5 separate regions of the Mus musculus genome follow, and regions 1, 2, 3 and 5 are each linked to region 4. The links are chromatin contacts, called in public Hi-C and HiChIP or PLAC-seq maps. All regions are on one chromosome and are shown on one strand. Each heading gives the region's core, a stretch centred on a gene start, on an enhancer-like site or on the middle of the called end of the contact. The rest is flanking DNA. Distances are from core to core; before and after follow the strand shown. Region 1 overlaps B4galt4 (UDP-Gal:betaGlcNAc beta 1,4-galactosyltransferase, polypeptide 4). Region 2 holds the start of Upk1b (uroplakin 1B). Region 3 holds the start of Arhgap31 (Rho GTPase activating protein 31). Region 4 holds the start of Cox17 (cytochrome c oxidase assembly protein 17, copper chaperone). Region 5 overlaps Gpr156 (G protein-coupled receptor 156).

What was found. Hi-C and Micro-C count contacts between places; a contact is called where the count stands out from the background. HiChIP or PLAC-seq counts read pairs in DNA pulled down with a chosen protein or histone mark.
Region 1: a contact with region 4 is called in an H3K4me3 HiChIP or PLAC-seq map of the 230-238 cell line, with 12 read pairs. The contact joins the enhancer-like site here to the promoter of Cox17 in region 4. A contact is called at or near these places in 12 of 39 promoter capture datasets (the 3T3-L1 cell line, the C10 cell line, the HPC-7 cell line and 6 more), 3 of 115 datasets of contacts at active chromatin or transcription factors (the 230-238 cell line, bone marrow-derived macrophages and memory CD8 T cells) and 2 of 9 other capture datasets (adipose tissue and liver).
Region 2: a contact with region 4 is called in an H3K27ac HiChIP or PLAC-seq map of microglia, with 5 times the contacts expected there. The contact joins the promoter of Upk1b here to the promoter of Cox17 in region 4. A contact is called at or near these places in 1 of 39 promoter capture datasets (HPC-7-derived erythroid cells), 2 of 484 Hi-C or Micro-C datasets (the N1E-115 cell line and embryonic stem cells), 3 of 115 datasets of contacts at active chromatin or transcription factors (bone marrow-derived macrophages, microglia and stem cell-derived neural progenitor cells) and 2 of 9 other capture datasets (adipose tissue and liver).
Region 3: a contact with region 4 is called in an H3K27ac HiChIP or PLAC-seq map of bone marrow-derived dendritic cells, with 5 times the contacts expected there. The contact joins the promoter of Arhgap31 here to the promoter of Cox17 in region 4. A contact is called at or near these places in 20 of 39 promoter capture datasets (the 3T3-L1 cell line, the C10 cell line, the HPC-7 cell line and 14 more), 23 of 484 Hi-C or Micro-C datasets (B cells, CD4 T cells, CD8 T cells and 18 more), 5 of 115 datasets of contacts at active chromatin or transcription factors (the 230-238 cell line, bone marrow-derived dendritic cells, extraembryonic endoderm stem cells and 2 more) and 3 of 9 other capture datasets (adipose tissue, liver and macrophages).
Region 5: a Hi-C map of cortical neurons shows a contact between it and region 4, with 2.6 times the contacts expected there. The contact joins the enhancer-like site here to the promoter of Cox17 in region 4. A contact is called at or near these places in 13 of 39 promoter capture datasets (the 3T3-L1 cell line, 3T3-L1-derived adipocytes, the C10 cell line and 5 more), 1 of 15 datasets of contacts at CTCF or cohesin (pro-B cells), 8 of 484 Hi-C or Micro-C datasets (the N1E-115 cell line, Th1 cells, cerebral cortex and 4 more), 1 of 115 datasets of contacts at active chromatin or transcription factors (extraembryonic endoderm stem cells) and 1 of 9 other capture datasets (adipose tissue).

Annotation. Positions count from the first base shown.
Region 1 is chr16:38,759,717-38,762,436 of GRCm38.p6, forward strand. The region is part of intron 4 of B4galt4 (UDP-Gal:betaGlcNAc beta 1,4-galactosyltransferase, polypeptide 4); the gene reads left to right. Among named protein-coding and RNA genes, the nearest start is that of B4galt4, 19 kb to the left of the region's middle. Within about 2 kb of position 1,290, at least 58 of the 459 cell types and tissues checked have an H3K27ac peak or open chromatin away from gene starts, as enhancers often do. A contact at or near this core is called in the 230-238 cell line, bone marrow-derived macrophages and pre-B cells, where this site is marked.
Region 2 is chr16:38,798,912-38,801,778 of GRCm38.p6, forward strand. It overlaps Upk1b (uroplakin 1B), which reads right to left and starts at 1,292. Exons shown (of 8, transcript NM_178924.4): 1 at 1,237-1,292.
Region 3 is chr16:38,711,694-38,714,444 of GRCm38.p6, forward strand. It overlaps Arhgap31 (Rho GTPase activating protein 31), which reads right to left and starts at 1,342. Exons shown (of 12, transcript NM_020260.2): 1 at 881-1,342. The coding sequence starts at 980.
Region 4 is chr16:38,345,622-38,348,321 of GRCm38.p6, forward strand. It overlaps Cox17 (cytochrome c oxidase assembly protein 17, copper chaperone), which reads left to right and starts at 1,378. Exons shown (of 3, transcript NM_001017429.2): 1 at 1,378-1,586. The coding sequence starts at 1,480.
Region 5 is chr16:37,972,767-37,975,466 of GRCm38.p6, forward strand. All of the region lies in intron 3 of Gpr156 (G protein-coupled receptor 156), which reads left to right. Among named protein-coding and RNA genes, the nearest start is that of Gm36225, 14 kb to the right of the region's middle. Within about 2 kb of position 1,260, at least 55 of the 459 cell types and tissues checked have an H3K27ac peak or open chromatin away from gene starts, as enhancers often do. A contact at or near this core is called in cerebral cortex and cortical neurons, where this site is marked.

The DNA of each region.
Region 1 (2,720 bases), core at 40-2,539, 410 kb after region 4:
TTGTGATTTAAATGTAAGCTCGGAGAAAAACGGTGGCCCAGAGTGTGTATGTGTGTGCATGCGTGCACACACGCTGACGAGAGAAAAACATGAGGCCTTTGCAGTATGCAGGTTCTCCACCACTGAGTTATATTTGCTTTGTACTTCTTACCCATCCCTTCAGACTTAGATCTTACTTTGGTCCAGTTTTATTGTATGGATCATGCACATGCCCACCTGCCAGTCCCCCCCCCCCCCCGCCCCTTTTGTGGCACCTCCTTACCATTGCTATCCTGGGCAAAATTCTGCTGCAGGTGGCAGGCAATTTCAGTTTCAGGGTCTCCGTGACTTCTGATGGCAGCTCTGTATCACTGTGTTATAACATCACTGAGCTCTGGCTTCTTCATTGTCCCAACAGCCCCATGGGTGTAGGTATAAGAAATGTTTTCGCCTACAATCACAAAGAGGAAGAGGAGGGACACTGGGTCTCTGTTCTCTAGGCCTTGTAGGAAATATGGACTTGTTCCTTTTGCCTCATGCATGCGAATCTATAAGGAGGTTGGTATTGTTGACATCAAGGGACTGGGCACTGTTCATAAGGAAATGTCCCTTAAGTGTGACTGTGGCAAAACTGGAAGAGTCTACATCACCACCCAGCGTGCTGTGGGAATCATTGTAAGCTAGCAAGTTAAGGGCAAGGTTCTTGCCAAGAGAACTCATGTGTGACTTGAGCATATCAAGTACTCTGAGACCAAAGACAGCTTCCTGGAAGGGGTGAAGGAAAAGGATCAGAAGTCAAGGAAGCCAAAGAGAAGGGCACCTGGGATCAGCTAAAGTACCAGCCTGCGCCACCCAGAGCTGGACACTTCGTAGGAGTCTGAGCTGCTGGAGCTAATCCTGTATGAATTTGTAGCTTAAGGTACGAAAAGGAATAAACAGCCTGGACTGTGAAACAGAACCAAACCAAACCAAATGGAAATGTTTTCACCTGCCACACATTCAGTGGCAGGAAGTTAAAGTACCTTGCCCAAGTGTTTCAGATTCATGGTGAATTTTGTTGCTAATAACTCCTCCGTGCCCGCCTCCTTTCTCCAAGGACTCCATTGTAACTGTATGACTCCATCTTCCTCATTCTGGGGACCTTACAGCCCTTTAAAATATAGTTGTAAACTCACTTGAGGGCCTCTTAAAATGTACCCTCTTCCAGAAAAAGGATCAAAAGCAAAAGTCAGTACACACAGAGGCGTTTGCTGGATAACAACGGTAAGAGCAGTTCTGTGGTTTCCCTGGAGGCATCTGCTGCTCCTCCCCACAGCAAAGCTGGGCTCAGTGCTCCTTAGCCTACGCACTTCCTCACCAGGGTCTCACACCGTATCCTCCCTCATCTGTACATCTGGGTCCTTCCAGACCCTGCTCCTCTTGCTGTGGCTGTGGTTCCTAAGAACCTGGGGTTGTTCAGTTCAGAGCTCTAGGAGGGAAGGCCCCCGGTAATCCTGTGCTCTCAGCTAGCTACTTGGAGCATCGTAAGTACTAGCAGTCCCTTCTAGAGCATGCATGCCAGGTCTCTCATAAAAACTTCTCTTTGCTGCCTAGGAGGTTATGTGGGGCCACTATTTCTATCCACATGGCCCTGATGTAGCTGTTTTTGGTTTTGTTTTGTTTTGTTTTGTTTTGTTTTATGATAGTTAAGAGTCCCTTCATTGTTAAGTTCATGAATGTGATCGTGATGGTCAGTCTTGGTTTTCAACTTGACTAGACTGAGAGGGGGCAATAAGATCAGTTGGATATAGCTCAGAGGTGCCTGGGAAGGCATCTCCAGAGACAGTCAGATTATGATGGCAATGACCAAATCAGTGATTAATGATGGATTTATAATCCTATGACATTAATGGGAAGTGGTGGGTATTTTTAGATTTGGGGTTGTGGGTATTTTTAGACTTGGAGGAAGCGGGTCACTAGAAGTGTGTCCCCAGGGACTATATATTGTCCTGTTCCTCGTCCTCATCTTTGTGTCTTAACTGTCATGAAGTGAGTAGCCGTCCCTACCAACCATATCTTTTCCACTGTGATATTCTCACTGGCCACAGGCCCATCAGCAATGGAGCGAGCTGGCCATGGACTGAAGGAAACTATGAGCAAAAATAAAATTGCCCTCTTTTAAGATTGTTTCCCGCAGGTATTTTCATGGTAAAAGTTGATAAATATAACTATATCTCTAACTGTTATGGGATACATAGGGACTAGTTTGTATGAGGAGCATAGAAACCACTCAACCTCAGAGGAGCTTTGGGGATACCAGGTGTTAGGTTGGAAATGTCTACAGTGTATTGAGTGTCATTCTTTTGGGTTTTCTTTTTGTCTGGAAAACATCGGTATTTAGTTGGCTGAAGTCCGTGAAAAGTTTGAAATCGTCTCTGTGGTCACATGGTTCTGTTTAGTAGCTCCCTCCAGCTGCAGTTTGGGAGGATGCCAGAGTTGTATTAAGGGTTAGCCTTAGCCCAGCTTGCTGACAGGTCAGTGGGATAAGAGTCCTTTTATCCTGGGAGCTACTCTCTGACATTCCTCCCACCCTATTGTCCTAGGCCTTTGGCTTCCTCTTCTCCTTATTAGTCTTAACAGTGGTTCAGCGGATGTTCAACTCTTCTTGCTCATTCTATAGTCGTCCAGGTGTCTCCTACTCCACGGTCTTCAGGTACTCACAGCTGCTGAGTTATCTCCGCACAGGTGTCTTGTGAACGTGA
Region 2 (2,867 bases), core at 42-2,541, 450 kb after region 4:
AGTCATGCGATTGCATTTTTGAGTTCAGTACCTCTTTTCCTTGCTCAGATTTCTTGCATGAAAGAATATACAAACCACACCTCAAACTCACCCACACTAGAGAAATTTGGATTAAGAAAACAGAAGGGAGGGAGTAGGGGAGAGGGAATGGAAGAGAAGGACAAACAGGGGCCTTCCCCTTCCATGTGGGCTCTGTCCTAGATAGGCATCAGTGGCTCATCAGGCTGTGGGCAGCCTGCAGAGCCATCAAGCCCAGATTGCAGAGGAGGGTCCAGCAGATGCTGGACGGATCCACACTGGTTCGGAATGTACGCAAGAGTGAGAAAAAGAAAATTTGAAGTTTTGTTTACTCCTCTTGCCTAACTTCCCTTGCAATCTAAATGTTTATACAAGTCCCTTTGGGTAGTTAAAAGAAAATACAGGAAAGTTTTTTTTTTTTAAGCCTAGTATAAGAGAAAGCAAACCAGCAAAACACAAGAGCAGTTTTACACTCATTGGGAAGATTTATCAAGAGAAGAGCTACTTCCTCATGGAACTAGAAAAATCACAGCATCTGTATTAGCTATATAAAGAAAATAACGCACAGGCACGAAGTGTATTGCCTTTTTTCCTGCTGTGTTTATCAGTTTTGCTCAGCAAGAAATGGTCTATAAGCATCGCCTTGACTTTTATAAAGACCTTAAAATTAATTTAAAAAAACCATCAATGTCCTTAAAAATGCCTAAAGCTACTGAGAAATGAAAATTTAGGCTTGTAACCATAATTATAAAAGTACAAATATCCAATAATACTGGTGTTACTCGAAACAATTTGTGTAAAAAGATAAGAATAAACATATTTATAACCTGCAGCTCCTGATGGATCAACTCATTAGTGAACAGTAAAGATCGGTCTTGTAAAAGTAGCCTTGATTAGATAAAACTAATTTGTTAACTTACTCTAGCCCACATACTGATTACACAGACCTGTTTGCAGAAAAGACCTGTGAAGAAACTGACCCACAGATCCTTTTAAAGGAAGGCTTGTCAGATCAAATGATTTCTGACAAAAACAGGAACCGTTGTCAGGCAAAGGGACAGATAATTAGCCAAAGAACATTTTCCAGAAGAGTTATAAGATCTCAAAATTACAAAAGAGACAGATTCTAATGTTAGTTACAGTGTATAGCCCCTGTTTGTCCGTACTCGCAGGAGAATAGAGAGCCAGTGGGCTGCTCTGAGAAGTCTCTGTACTCACACCGGCTGCCTGGTCTCCTCTGCCTTCTTCTCCGGTGCTGCACAGACTCACTCTGCAGCAGGCACCAGCCTGAGATGCTTTTCTACCCCACTGTATCCTCTGACGCTCCGGTCCGGGGAAGGGTGGTCTGTGAGTGGGAGGAGGCATCTCACATGGGCCGCGCCTGATGCTGCCTGAACCTGCCTGGCTGAGCAGGAAGCACTGTGGGCAGATCTCTGCTGCTTTGGAATGTACATCTCTGAGTGTGTGTGTGTGTGTGTGTGTGTGTGTGTGTGTGTGTGTGTGTGTGTGTGTGTGTGTGTGTGTTTAGCTGTTGTTCCTTAGCTTGATCGGATCACTAAGACTTTGCTTATTAAAGAAACCAGCTCATGCTCCCTCCTCTACTTGCGCAGGGTCAGGGCCAGGGCGAGTTTCTGTAACCACACCACAGGCTATATTCGAGGGGTCACTAATATTCATTAGGTGAGTATCTCAGCAACTACTAAAGGAGAAGAAAGTTGGAAACACAGATGGAGAAATGCAAATGAAGAGACAGGATCAAGTAATGCTTTTATGTCTAACTAGGTCCTTCCTGTCTCTGTCCCTTCCTTCAGGACCACTGAGCCACGTAAACACAGCGTGAAGAATATTGCTTTTAATGGGAAAATAGCAACACATGGTTAGTTTAGTCTGGTGTTGAGGGGTAGTAAAGGCAGCAATATTAGAAAGGTCTGAGCACTTTAATCAATAGATTGGGAACTCCTCATAGATTAGTGCTATCTCCCCAAAGGCTCTTCTTACTCAGGAGACAGAGTTAGCATGCAGTGCGCTCATTAGCAAGTACCCTGAGATCCGTGACCATAGAAACACGAGCAGGATGTAGGTGGGACAGCCTCGGCTACGCACTGACAGCTTTGAAGAGAATGGCCTGTCTGAGCTCTGCACTGGCTGCCTCTGTGACCTATGTCTTTAGGTGAGGGTACCGTGAGGAACAGATGTCCATAGCTGTCCAGTTCCTGAGCAAGACTGACGATGGGACTCAGTCAATGTTTGAAAGGGGACAGTGTGAGATGCCTATGTCCCTCTCCATGCCTTCTTCCCCCTCAGTGTTCCAGAGTCCGCTTGGATGACCAGGGCAATTCATCCAATAAAATTCTACACAATGGTTAGAAACGAAGCCACATAAAAACAGTTCCAGGAAAATAAGTTTGGCCATTTACTCAACAAATGTTTGTGAAAGTTCACGTTGCCTCAGGACCAATTCTAGAAGCTAAAGACGAAAAGCAGCAAATTACAACGTAACAAAACAGCTCTGCTTACCAAGTATTCTGTCTGAGTCGATACAACTTTATTTTTTTTTTCTAAAAATAGATATGAATTTCAGCTTTAGGAAGAACTTTCAGCAAATGTTAAGAGGAAGCCATTTGGGTGGTAAGGTTTGGGCGACTGCTATAATGTTTGCAGTCCACACGCATTCTTGCAGCACCTAGCTTACGACTTTCCAAACATAGGTCATCAAAAGGAGCTTCCTTGGCAATCTGTGAGCAAGGAAAGGGTAAGGAAGCAAAGACTGGTTTCCATCCATGTGCCAGGCACGTTATACTCTCTTAGGGCTGCGTGGAGAGAGACATAAAAGATTCCAGGGCTGGAGA
Region 3 (2,751 bases), core at 92-2,591, 370 kb after region 4:
CAGTCAACTTTACAAAAGGAGTCATTTCATGCCCCATTCCCCCACCTTTGCTATATTAAAAACTTTTACCCTCCAAGACGGTGTTATCCCAGTATAGTTTGTTTTCATTTTTCCCCACCCACCAAATGTTTAAACTGTTTCCACTGGCTCCTCTTTTTCTTTTTCCAAGCTGACTTAAAAAAAAAAAAACCAGAGACGCTCTTCTATATCCTAAACTCTTTTAAAGCTGAGGCCCTCTGACCTTCTTACGACACACTGCTCGCAGGACACACCAAAGGCCCCTCTGAAAAGGCAGGAGGAGGTAAAGGGTGGTGGTGGTGAGGTGGGGGGGGGGTCGGGGGAGGTACTGTATATTTGGCATCAACTCAGAAATACAGAAAATGTTTGTGCAAGCACTCCCCCAGCCAGGATTCCCCGCCCCACCCCCAGCACACTGCCTCCTACCACATTAATAAAAAAGGATGTGAGCCGGTGAAACCTTCCAGTACAGGAGGCACATTTAAGATGATCACAATGATACATCCAGAGAGATTCACCACACGTCAGTCACCCCCTCATCTTTCCCTTTCAATACCCAAAGTTTAAGACCCGAGCCTCCCTCCCGGGGCTTCAGCCTCAGAAATGGCCAGTAAACGCCACAGCTACACCACTGCTCATCCACCGCTCCTGTGACACGTCGGATGGACAGACCCAGCTCCTGCACTGTGGGGTGGAGGCGATGTGGTTAAGAACTGTCTTTTTTTTTTTTTTTTTTTTTTCCTATTAAAGTACAGTGAGCGCACGAGCCTGGAACACATTAACTTGTGAACTGCATCCAGCACACCCCAAGAGAAATCCATCGCTCTTAAACAAAAAAAAAAAAGGGGGGGGGGTACATTACCATCCTGTCCCGAACTTTCCAGATACTCCGTCAGGTCACATCCAAACGCACTGGCGGCTCCCTTTCGTTTCAGCTTCTGCTTGGCACCCTTGTTCTTCATGAGTTAGCCCCACAGAGGCTGCCCCTCCGTCTGCGCTCTCTGCTCCGCACCGCTGATGAGGGTTTCGGGGTCGGGTCACCAGGGCAGAGCGGCGCCGCGGGTCCGCATGGGCGCGCAGATTGGGCCGTGCACCGCCCCGGGCGGGTGTCACCTCCCTACTCGGGCTCCGGCGGCGTCTCCCCGCGCTTCTCGGCTGAGCCTTGCGAGGAGCCGGGGCCGGGGCGCGGCGGTTAGGGGACCGCCCCGGGGCTGAGTGTGCTCCGCCCTAGGCCCGCGCTCTGCCTTCAGAGCGCTGGAGGACCGCGAACAGCCAGCATCACGTCCCCTTGCCCGCCCTTGCGCCGTCCCTTTTTTCCTGTCTTACAAATCCCAGGATCGTCCAGCTCAGGAAGCGCTGGAAGGAAGTCAGCTCCGGAGGGGGGCGGAGGTTGGAAATTTTTGGCAGCTGTGTGTGTGTGTGTGTGTGTGTGTGTGTGTTTGTGAGTGCAGTCGAAGGAAGTAAGTGGGTGGGTTGAGCTGCGCGGGCTGGGGGAGAGATCGCGCTCTCCCGAAGTGGCTCTGCTAGTCCAGAGTATCGCCCAGGGCCGTCCCGGAGGAAATCGGCCTCGCGAGGAGCCGCGGCCGCCCGCCCGCTTCCTGCCGCCAGTCAGGCTCTTTGCACAGCGCAGGAGGCGGCGCCGGACTCTGCAGGGAGGGCTCGGGATGGGTGCTCATGGAATTGCTCTCCTTGTCATCCCAGTCCTGACACTTTCTATTTCAGTGCCTGCCTTTCTCCTCCGTCGACACTTAAGTGTAGTGACAGTAACAAAGACTGGGATTCCAGAAACCTGACCGGCAAAGCCTTTACGTTGGCCACTCCCATCTCTCTTTGCCTGGGTCTGCGGTCCCTGAAGCCCAGACGTCTCCTCTCCCACGCTGAGGTTAGGATACCCTCGGGCGAGAGAGAGGTGCAGCTTTGTAACCACTGCCCAGGAAGAAGTTATATTTCTAGTTACAAACTCAAGTTCAGGCACACACACACACACACACACACACACACACACACACACACGCACACACACATCCCGATCTTACTAACTGCAAGAGATTTGAGTAAAGAAACCAAGATTTAAGGGGCGCTGACATTTTGCCAGTCTCCCAGGTTGTTTTAAAACTTGAGGCGTATGTTTTCACCCCGGCATGTTTTTCCTGCTTTAGTTGGAATTCCTTGACTCGTGTGTACTCAGCACACAGTGAACACTTAAAGTCTTGTGCCTTGACAACTCAAAGATTAGATTAAACTTCCTGCATCCATTCAAATCCATATATAGGCTTGAAGGGTAGGTACATTCATATAGCTGGCAAAAGTATTATGTGTTGCATTTTAGTTACTGATTCCTCTTAAAAGCCATCATGGCAGTTTATGAACTTTGAACTCTGACCTTCTCTCTATGTCCAGACATAACCTGATAGCCAGCCTACCAAATTTGGCCTACAGATGTGTTTTGTTTGGAACATATTGTTTAAAAAAAAATTTAGCCAACACTAAAGAATTAAGATGTTTCTCCGTAAGAAAGCTGGATTTCTGTCGTCTCCTGTGGGAAGGAAGCTCTGCTTATACCACAAGTGCGTTCTCGTAAAACAAGGAGTGCCATACGTTAAGACACGGCGGCTGGCTTTCAAGACAAGCCTTCTAGTTTGGAGGCACCTCTGCCTGTCTGTTATTCGTCGCGTTCTCACGACCGGCCAGGAAGAACACAACAACCAGAATCTTCTACGGCAAAGCTTTATT
Region 4 (2,700 bases), core at 128-2,627:
CACGCTCAACTCTATACAGGGAAGCTGTGATGCTGAAGATTATATTGATCCTAGTTGAATTTAAGAAATGCCAGGAAAAGGCATTTTTAATTCTGTTAATTGGTATAATGACAAATATCTGATTGCACAATTAATAAAACCAGTTTAGGAGCTGAGGGTATGTAACCCAGTTTGTAGACTATTTGCCTAACATGCAGGAAGTCCTTATATACCAGGAAAGGATGGCACACACTTGTAATTCCAACATTTAATAATCAGTTCAGGGTCATCCACAGATCATTCAAGGCCAGCTTAGGCTAGAGACTTTGTCTATAAATATTTATATTAAAATTAAAACCACTTTTTTGGGTGTGTGTGAAGAAATGGCTCACTGGTTAAGAGTATTGGCTGCTCTTCTGGAGATTCTGAGTTCAATTCCCAGCAATTACATGGTGGCTCATGACTATCTGTGATGAGATCTGATGCCCTCTTCTGGTGTGTCTGAAGACAGCTACAGTGTACTCAGATACATACAATAAATAACTACAAACCACTTTTTTCCTGACCTACAGCTAGTTTAAGGAAGCCACTCAATGCTGTACATCTTAGTGAACTTGAATACAATTAGAATGGTTGATTTGAAGCAATGGAGCTCTACTGAGGGGGTTACACTTTCAGTATCAGTTACCATGTCATTTACTTATCCAAAACACACACACACACACACACACACACACACACACACACACAGAGAGAGAGAGAGAGAGAGAGAGAGAGAGAGAGAGAGAGAAACAGAGACAGAGAGACAGAGACAGCCCATCACAGTTGTTGAAAGTAGAAAAAAATCTTATCTTCTTTCATGACTACTGTGTCATGATATATTATCTGAAAATTTAGCATATATGCCGGAGAGAAATAGGAGGTAGGGGGCCTTTGTATCTGTATCTGCAGAATGTCTACAAAGCAGGAAGGAAGAAAGACCATAAAATATCCCAGGGTGGAACCCGGATCTGCTACTGCTTGTCCAGTACCAAAAGGTCAGCCCTGAAAATACGAATACAGTTAGCATTATACTGGACTGAATGGGTCATATAGGAATATATGTATGCATGTATACATATAAGCATGCAATAACAATTAGGGAGGAAAAGGCCATGAATTTGAAGGATAGTGGGGAATGGGTATGTATATGTAAGGATTTGTAGAAAGGAAAGGGAAAGGGAAAATGATGTAATTAAATTACAATCTCAAAAACAAAACAAAAACAAAAACCATTCTGGGTGACCTTTTAACCTTTGCGCCAGCGCTGACGCCACGCCCTTGGAGCGAGGCCTTGTACCACTTCTTTTGCGCACGCGCTTCTTAGACTTACTTCCGTCCGGAGAGGCGGGACTTCCTGTCCCCCTTCGATTGACTGCGGAAGTGGAGACAGACGGCTCAGGGTAGTCGGAGTTTGGGAGCTTTGCGCGTGTGCGCTCATAGTTGCTTTCGCCTGGAAAGATGCCGGGACTGGCGGCCGCTAGCCCTGCCCCGCCCGAGGCTCAGGAGAAGAAGCCACTGAAGCCCTGCTGTGCCTGCCCGGAAACCAAGAAGGCGCGTGATGCGTGGTCAGTGCGTAGCCCGGGAGGGAAGCCCGGGCTTTAGCAGCTCGGCTCCACTCTGCTCTCTGGGACTCTGGAGATGCAGGGACCCATAGTTCCGCTGTCCTCTCTGCTCCCTGATCCCGCACCCCAGTCTCAGTTAGGGGTCAACGGAGAGGGCAAGAGGTTACATTGATCCCAAGGTTCTCGTCCTTCATTCCTTACTACGATTGCATTTTAGTCTTCTTAGGGATAAGACCCAGATAAATAGAAGTGCGTAAAGATGCTTCTTGATTTAAAGGCATTTAAAATATGTGGAGATTTGTTACCAGCCAATACTATACCACCAGCTGTGATAGATTTACTAAGACCTAGGTGTAAATTTTTCAGGTAATCTTTAGTAATTTTTTTTTTTTTTGGTCGAAACGTGTGAATAGTAGAACACAGGATACATTTCTGAAGGGATACCCTTTCCAAGAAGTTAAAAGTCAACCTGTCTGGAGCTGGAGAGATGGCTAAGTGGATAAAAGCCCTGGTTGACCTTCCAGAGGGCCTAGTTTCGATTCCCAGCACCCACACGACTGTTAACAATCTTGTGTAATTCCAACCCCAGAATAATCTGACACCCCCTTCTAGCTATTGCGGGCACTGCACACACATGGTGTGCAGGCAAAACACCTATACACATAAAAACAAATTGTAAAACTTGTCTACAGGACAGAGGTGATATTAATGTTCATCGACTTTATCATCAAGTCACAAAAGGTTTTGTTTGGTCTCCTCCCTTTTATGTAGCCTGGGTTCTGGGGCAGATACTGAAGTCCTCAGTGTGGCTATGCATCTCCATCTTCTCCCATCAAAGCAGAAAAATACTCGGAGAAACAAATATGGATTCTCATGGTGTGATTTCATTACCGGAGAGACTGAAACAGTTTTAAGTCTAGCCTGAACATCCGAGTGAGACCATGTCTCAAAATAAAAATAGAAAAATACACAAAACAAAGTATTCCTTGGTATTGTAAGGTAATAAGAGTGTAACCAGTTATTATTATCACTACCTATAAATGGAGAATTTAAAGATCGATCTGATACCAAGGTTCTTGAAATACCAAGGTAACCTGCTTAAGGAGACTTTGGTGTG
Region 5 (2,700 bases), core at 10-2,509, 370 kb before region 4:
CTCTTGCTGTTTAAAAGCACATTTGAAATATTTTTCAATTGTGTGAGATGTGGAAATACACATTTGGGAATTTGGGGTTTTTTTGTTGTTGTTGTTTTGTTTGGTTTCAAAATCACTATCAAATGCAACCATAATACTCCTAGATGAAGCAGGCTTCCTCAATAAGAGCTCTTTCTGCTTCCCCTTTCTGCTCACTAGGGGTCTTCCCTGTCCCTTTCACTACTGTCCTACACCTGAGCCCACACAATGAGGTAACAGGCGTTTGCTCTGAAATGGAAGTCTAAATTTCCGTATTTCAGCTTTTAAAATGCTTACAAGGATGCAGTTTTGAATTGGTATTCTCTTATGTTTGTAGCCCAGGAGAGCTATGAATTCTGAAATATGAAATATGGGCCATGGAGATAGCTCAGCAGGTAACGACACTTGTCACTAAGCTGGATGCTCTGAGATCTCACGTGACAGGAGGGCAGAGTCAGCTCCTGTGAGTTGTTCTCTGAACCCTCCATGTGTGACATGGTACACAGATGCCAACGCACACACAAAGAAATGTAATTTTTAAAAATTTAAATCTATATATTCTCGTGTGTGTGTGTGTGTGTGTGTGCGTGCGTGCATGGTGTGTAAGTATGCCTGTGTGCATGTGTGTGTGTGTCTGTCTGTCTGTCTGTGTCTGTGTGCGCGTGCACGGTGTACAAGTGTGCCTGCATACACGTGTATGTGAGTCCATTCGTGTGTGTGTGTGTGTGTGTGTGTGTGTGTGTGTGTGACTGTGTGTGTGTGTGAGACTGTGTGTGTGTGTGTGTGTGTGTGTGTGTTAAATTGCCCTGGATAGAGAGAAAAGAACTGTTAGTGTTGAATTACATTTTTATTCTATTTTACAAGAGGAATAAGAAAGGAATCTTTGTAGTGAAAATGTTGAAACCCGGGGAAGAGGTAGCCTCACGAGCTGAGGGCAGAGGTTCTGTCCCATCTGCTTTGCCATTCCCACTTCTTAATGCTTTGATAGGTTCCTATTCAGGAATTAATGTTTGACACAAAAATGGCCATGAATGAGAGGAGCTGCCAGGAAAGCACAGGACACTGAGACCATCGGCTAAAGGAGAATCTGGGGCCAGGACGTTTGGCAAGTTTTCTTTTGTGCTTAATAACTAAAGCTTATATTTGGATGATCGGTTGATTGGGCTATAAAATCCACCACATCTCTGGAATCCAGGTCAGTCTGTTCTTACTGGCTAAGGAAGTGAGGCAGAAATGCACGTGACTGGCTTGCTGATAAGCCTGCAGCAGGGGAAAGACGCAGTGGCTCAAATGATTTGAAAAGGAAGGAGCTGGAAGGCGTCTTGGGTCTCATCGGATTTGACTACTGCTAATCGTTTGGTTTATTCTGTAGCCCTGTCCTTCCGGGTCCTTTATAGCTTCAGTGACTGTAGGTCCAAAATGACAGGCTGGTGGGTGGAAATTTTCCCCTCTCCAGATTAAAATAAATCTGTGCAAGCACTGAGGACTACAGAAAAGCAGTTGAGCTGAGAGAGGCCAGGCCCACCCAGCACTCGAGGCTTTAAGGATATAAAAGAAGTTATTACTTCCCCTGTCCAGCTGCAAACAGCTGGACGGTCCAGGATGAGCAGGTTTTCTGAAGCCAGGGAGAGTGATGTGTGCTGTTCACTTCTGTCACTAACAGCCACTGAAAGTTAGGAAGCTGTGTGGTCAAAGATGAGGTCTACCTCACAGAGCTGAGCCTCATGACCTGGGAGGTGTGTTAGACAAAAGCATTTCCTAGGAGAATTCCCCTGGAAGGATTCCGCCAATGGAAAAGAGCTTTTGGAGTAGCCTGATCTCATTGGAGACAAGTGAACATACGTGTGCACATGCATATGTGAATGAATACTCCCACAGACCCTTCGGTTTCCTAGAAACAGAGGCTGAGAGCGCACAGAGCTTCACAAATACCCTGTTAGGATCTCTCGTTTATTTTCAGGCTTCCTTCATCGCTATGCTGAGAGGAAAGCCCAGGAGAGCCTCACCCACACGAGACTCCTCAGTGAGGACTCAGCTTGGTCAACACCCATAGCCTGCAGAAACGCATTGCACATAGAGACCCCAAAATAACTGGTCTTTCTGTGTGCAGTAACATCAGGGAAGCCTCAGCCATTCCAGAGAAGTCCAGAAAGACACCCAGAAGCCACTTCTGTTACCCAGCAGACCTCCTTGTCTAACGCATGGACATTAAGCCAGTTCATGACACCCTCTGATCTCTAGCACTTTGGTGATCACCGGCAGGGGCTTATAGTCGCCTTAGAGAAGGAAGTTCCAGGACAGATGCTGGGAGAGCAGCTGAGAGGCTATTGCAAGGAAGACTTTGATCAGTTGGTGGCAGCAGAGGTAGAGAAGAAGCAGCTGAGTTCTGGTTGTATTTCAAGAATAGAACCAATGAGGTTTCACAACAGATTGGATGTGGGAAGGAAGGAAGAGTCAACAATGACGCCAAGGTTTTGGGTCCAAGCAAACGGAGATGGAGGGTGGAGAAACAGCTTTCAGGAGAAGACAAGGAGTTAAAGTTTTAATGGACTGTGGTTTAAAATTAAAAAGATCAGATGTGGTGGTACACACCTTTAATTCCAGCTCTGGTCAAGCAGAGGTATGTGAATCTCTGTGAGTTCAATTCCAGCCTGGAACGCATAGCAAGTTCAAGAATAGTCA